2 separate regions of the Rattus norvegicus genome follow, and region 1 is linked to region 2. A link is a contact called in public Hi-C data. All regions are on one chromosome and are shown on one strand. Each heading gives the region's core, a stretch centred on a gene start, on an enhancer-like site or on the middle of the called end of the contact. The rest is flanking DNA. Distances are from core to core; before and after follow the strand shown.

The links. A called contact is a pair of places that touch in the nucleus more often than the background predicts.
Region 1: a Hi-C map of kidney shows a contact between it and region 2, with 9 times the contacts expected there. The contact joins the enhancer-like site here to the promoter of Ppp1r9a in region 2. A contact is called at or near these places in 5 of 12 Hi-C or Micro-C datasets (Schwann cells, frontal cortex, kidney and 2 more).

Annotation. Positions count from the first base shown.
Region 1 is chr4:34,204,109-34,206,808 of GRCr8, reverse strand. It overlaps Ppp1r9a (protein phosphatase 1, regulatory subunit 9A), which reads right to left. Exons shown (of 21, transcript NM_001401497.1): 9 at 807-860. Among named protein-coding and RNA genes, the nearest start is that of Pon1, 82 kb to the left of the region's middle. Within about 2 kb of position 1,273, at least 52 of the 93 cell types and tissues checked have an H3K27ac peak or open chromatin away from gene starts, as enhancers often do. A contact at or near this core is called in kidney, where this site is marked.
Region 2 is chr4:33,987,377-33,990,076 of GRCr8, reverse strand. Ppp1r9a (protein phosphatase 1, regulatory subunit 9A) reads right to left here and starts at 1,250. Exons shown (of 21, transcript NM_001401497.1): 1 at 1,194-1,250.

The DNA.
Region 1 (2,700 bases), core at 24-2,523, 220 kb before region 2:
CCAAAGCGAATACCCACTGTGAATCAGAAAACAGACCACTCGTGGGAGGGAATAATTATATCTTAATCTTAAAAAGATCATGGAAGCAATACACAATCGTTTGAAAGTCACTGAAGAGATCTTTAAGTCTCTGAAAACATACATTTGATAGAACTGAACAACAATAGCTAGAATTGTATCTTGCACAAGAATTTTACAGTTTACTTGGATCTCTCACTATTTCATAGAGATTAAAAATATATTTTTACTAATATTCTTTCTCTTCAACAAATCTAAAAAATGTGAACTTAGTATATCTAAAGATTCCCAGTAGCACCTGAATCTACATCAGTTACACAGCACAGAGAATGACCGTATAATCTTCACTTCTTAAACATGGGAAGACTTTTTTTCTAAAAAGAAATTAATGTTCCACATTAAAACAATACATTGCTTCCAGTAAATTAGCTGAAATTATTATAAGGTAAATGACAAAAAAAAGGAGATTTGAAATACCAGCTTGTACTTAAGAAATTAGTACACAGTTCAGATGCTTGAGCCATTAAAAATATTTTTGAAGAAATTTCAGAGAGAATAAATAATATAAATCTATTTAAAATATCAAGTGCCCTGTGGCCTTCTCTGGGTTGTGTGCGGGTGTGCTCGCCCTCAAGGAAGGTCTGTCTGTACTTGATGTTGGAAATGAACCTCTCATGTAAATATGCTCTCAGATGCACGGGAGCAAATCCATTACTCCTAGGCTTCAAATTCCTCAGAGTATCTGAAGTTTAAAGAGTACAATTCAAACACCACGGAGCGGTGCTTACCTTGGTCTTCAATTTTTGAATCTCTGCTTCTGTAACTGCATGTTTGATTTGCAACTGAAAATTGAAAAGAAAAACATCTCAACTAAGAGTGTTTCTATATTTTTAAAGACTCAGCAGCGAGAAGAATATCTTATGACACAATTTTAAAAAAAGCTTAAGAAGCTGCTGCAATGCAGCAGGTTGTAAATTACAATGTCTAGAAAGTAAAATGACTCAGTGGGTGCAAACTAATTAAACACCGGGTTTATGACTCACGGTCCCTAATATCCGATTAAGTTACCAGTTTAATTGCTAAAGTGCCAAAGAAAAGAAGACTCATTTCTTGGCCTCTGCAGCTCTTCCTTTATGATCTGAGCGTCCAGGAGCTGTTTCCTTGCCGAGGCTCGCCCACAGAATGGCTCGAGCCAGCCAGTCAACAGGCCTGGTACAGAGTGAAGATTCAGTCCCACATCGTGCAGAAAGATGGCGCTGTGGCTCTGTGAGTCGCTCTCACATTCCGCAGAGCGGCTCTGCAGCAGAGGAAGGAGGGACGGGGACGCAGTGGCACAGAAATCTCCGGTTTGTTTCCGTTCCTTTTTAATCGCAGGAAAGGTACAGATTCAAATTTCTGCCTTCCAAAAGATCTACCCGAATAAAGACTCCGGCCCCCAAAGCATTTTCTTTACAACACAATAGTCGTCTTTGCCATTTGTTTGCTTTATTCTCCTCCCCCAACCCCCACCGTTTTCCTTCTAGGGGTCTTCAATGCACCATTCATTTTTTTTAAGGGCTAAACGCCCTTGAATTTAAGGAAAACAGTTTATAGGTTCACAATTTGTTCTCTGGATGTTTTTAATGGAAAGGATGTTTTTGAAATTCCAAATTCTCCTGGTTTTAGAGGTCCAAATAGGAGTTTTTATCAGCCCACTGGAGGGTGGGGGGAGAGGCACTCTGAAACCCAGCCCATGAACATTTTCTGCCACGCAGCTGAGCACAGCCACTAAGTGAGGCTTGTGGCACCCTGTTTCTTTTGGCGATATTGTATCCCTAGTTGGTTTGCCACAAAGTTACTGAAGACCACTATCCCCCCCCTTCTTATTTTGGTCCAAATTACTGTGGTGTTAGAACTGCACAGAATCTGGGTTTCTTGGTTTCATGCCATAACCTTAGTGGTCTGTCTGGCTCAGATGCCATTAACAGATACCCAAAGTGTGAGTGTGCCAGGCAAGGAAGATACATCAAGCTTTCTCAGTGAAAATACTGGCAGAGGTCTTTTGTGCTCACCAGAAACCCTGGTCTATACAGATCTTCCTGATGCCTACAATGCTGGCCCCTCGGCCTCACTACCTAGAGAGCCCTCTGACTATAAGCCCTTGGTGAGCACAATGGTCCAGAGTCTTCACACTCCCATTTTGGGGAAACTGAGGCTCAGAGCAAATGACCAACCTGTCTAATTATACAACAAATCAACACTAGAACTGGACTAGAACTTAGGTTCTGATATTTCTCTTCAAAAAGAAAGATGAACTTTATAAACATCTATTGAGGAGGGGTTCTAGGCAAGATGCTATGAAGATAACAAGTCCTCTCTCAAATAAACAGTCATGGTAACCTACCAGTCAAGAATGAAGCCACTAAAGGTCATACGTACTTAGACATTGTACATATTCTTTTTTTTTTTTCTTTTTTCTTTTTTTCGGAGCTGGGGACCGAACCCAGGGCCTTGCGCTTGCTAGGCAAGCGCTCTACCACTGAGCTAAATCCCCAACCCCGACATTGTACATATTCTTGAACATACAACATGGAGATGTATATACAACCACAGGAGTTATTTTCCAGAGGTATTATGTTGTTAGAGAATAAGGCAAATTCATATGCCTGGAAGACTTTTTTCCCCATCCACTACTAACAAAAA
Region 2 (2,700 bases), core at 1-2,500:
GAAGCCTATCTTTCACTTAAATCAGCTCCAAAACTCAGCTTGCTGGCCCAGCATGCATGCATGGCCCATTCAGGCAAACAAAACAAGAGAGGAGTGTGGTGCCTATGGTTTTGGGTTTGGTTTTATTCTTTTTCTTTATTTTTTATTTCTTTCTTTCTTTATTATTATTTTTTTTTTTTTTTTTTTTTGGAAAGCGTTGACAATGTCCTTTTACCCATAAACACCCTCCCCTCTCCCCTAGCTGCACACCCGCTCCCTCCCTCCGCCAATTCAAGCCCGAGGGGGCGGAGGCGGGGGCGAAGGGGCCGCCGGGGATTCAAAACCTGCCCTCACAAAAGACAAACATAAATAACACCAACTTGAGAGGCAGCCGATTCCCCAGCCTGGTTCGGGACGCAATACCTCGGCCCCGGGGCAGGGCCGGGAGAGCAGGTGACGCCAAGCGCTACGGTAGGAGGTCGCAGTCTAGCTTTGTGCCAAGAAGCACCTGAAGTCCTAACACATTGGCTGCGGCTCCCGGCGGCTGCCAGGCGGATCCCTGTGTGTGGCACCGGGAGGAGACAAGCTCGCCGGCCCCATTAAGCAGAGGGAGCAAATGCTAGGGTGATGACCACAAATGCCTCTTTTTTTTTTCACCCCGTGTGCCGGGAAACAATAGATCCCGCGAATAATGCCTCCGCTCCTCACCCCAGCGCTCCCGACCGCAGTCCACCCCCACCCGCCCGCGGGTCCGCCTTTGTGCACGCCGCCGCGTCCCCGCGCTCCCGCCGCCCCGCCACCCGCACGCCGCCCCCTTACCGAGCGGCCCGGGCGGGAGGTCGGACTCCTCCGGCGCTCCCCCCCGCCCCCCGTGACCGTGAGGGTTCGGCGCAGCCCGTGTGCCCTCCGCCCGCTCGTCACGGCGCGGCGCGCGCGGCGGCCGCCTGCACTCGCGCCTCGGCCCCCCACGCGCGTCTTGCCCGCGCGGGGCGGCCCCGGGACGCGCGCTGCGCTCCCTCCCCCCATCCAACCCCAGCCATGGCGGCCCGGCCTGGGGACCCGAAGCGCTAACACCCTCGCCTGCGGCCTGGGGTTGGGACGCCGCTCGGCCCACGTGCGGGGCCCCCACGCTGGGCCCTGAGGCCCGCGAGGCCCGGTGGACTAGGGGACAGGTCGTGGGGATGAGGAAGGCCCCGGGGTAACAGGTGCCTCACCTCGGCTGATGGGATTAACTCTAGGGCCGCAGAGAGAGGGAGCCCAGCAGCGAAATCCCAGGAGAGGGAGAGAGGGAGCCTCTGGCGGCCAACGAAGGGCGAAAAGCACCGGCCCGAGGCGAGGCCGCCCCACCCCCAAGACCGTGGGCGAGGGGGCTCTGGCACTTGGGGCAAGGCCTGTGCTTCTGGGGCCTGGCAAGTGTGGGTTCCAGGGCAGGGTTTGGACTCCCAGATGCTGTGGACTCCACAAAGTCTATAGTTAACCTGGTGACCCCAAGCATTCAAGGCCTCACAATGGCCTGGACTGGCCTAGAAGGCCAAGACCTAGGCCCTATTCTAGTGTGGTGTCCACTGGGATGACCTAGCTGGCCCTAAAGACCACACTGCTAGAAGGAAAGGGATGAAGAGGACTTTGGACTTTCTTCTTGTATATCTTTTCAGTTCACACTCCCTGCTTTTGCCCCTTTCTAAACCCTCAGTACACCCTCTCCTTCCACATATGTGAAGGGTTACCTACTTTTCTCCTACATACAAAATGAACTATGATGGTCAACATAGATCATTAATGCCTCCAAAAGCCCTGTGGGGACAGAGATATGATATTTGAAGAGACAAAATTGTGGTTTTGCCACACGTGTGAGATGCATACATAATCCCAACAACACCCAGGACAGGAGAATTGAGTTCCTAGACACCCTACAATGCAGTCATTGTCTGGAGATACAAAAAACAAGCAGCCGTGGTGGCTCATGACTTTAAGGCCAACAGAGAGGCAGAGGCAGATAATCTCAGAGTTTGAAACCACCCTGGACAACAGAGCTAATTCCCGGACAGCCAAGGCTGATCAGAGAAACCGAATCAGGAAAAGACAAATAGTAGCAACAATAGCTTGAAATTACGTGTGTGCATAGAAAAGGCAGCAAGATAACCCTCTCAATACAGGCAATCCACAAAGAGGCAAAAGTGCTTAATATTCTGTAGAACACTAACGCGTCAGATTTAGAATTTCAGTAGTATTAGCAGCCATGGCACCCATCAGGGTATGACTCAGTGCTGCCGCCCTTCAGGCTGACCTGTTCCATGCAGGGACGTGCATTGAAATAGCTACGAGCCAAGCTTAAGTAAGGATAGACTACAGATGACCTTGGAAGTACCTTATTTCTTTTCCAGGACATTTCCTAGGAATCTCAAACAAGAACTTCATTGGCAGTAAAGATAGCCTACCTTCCCATATCCAGATGATCTAGAATTTTACCTTATCATTTGAAACCCGGAGGGCACGCCTTTGGGACTACCCTGCTATCTCGTTTAAATTCCTTGCTCACCCTTTGAAGGCAATATTTTCAAAACTGACCTGAGTGGTATATATTGGAAATTACTGGAAGGAAAGCAAAGAGAGAGCCTCAGAGAAGCCTCCAGCTCTCCTCTGGAGTGTACCTTCACCGTACCCCATGTATTTCTATCTACATATCCTCTGCTCTAAAACCCCCTTTAACAAGCCTCAATC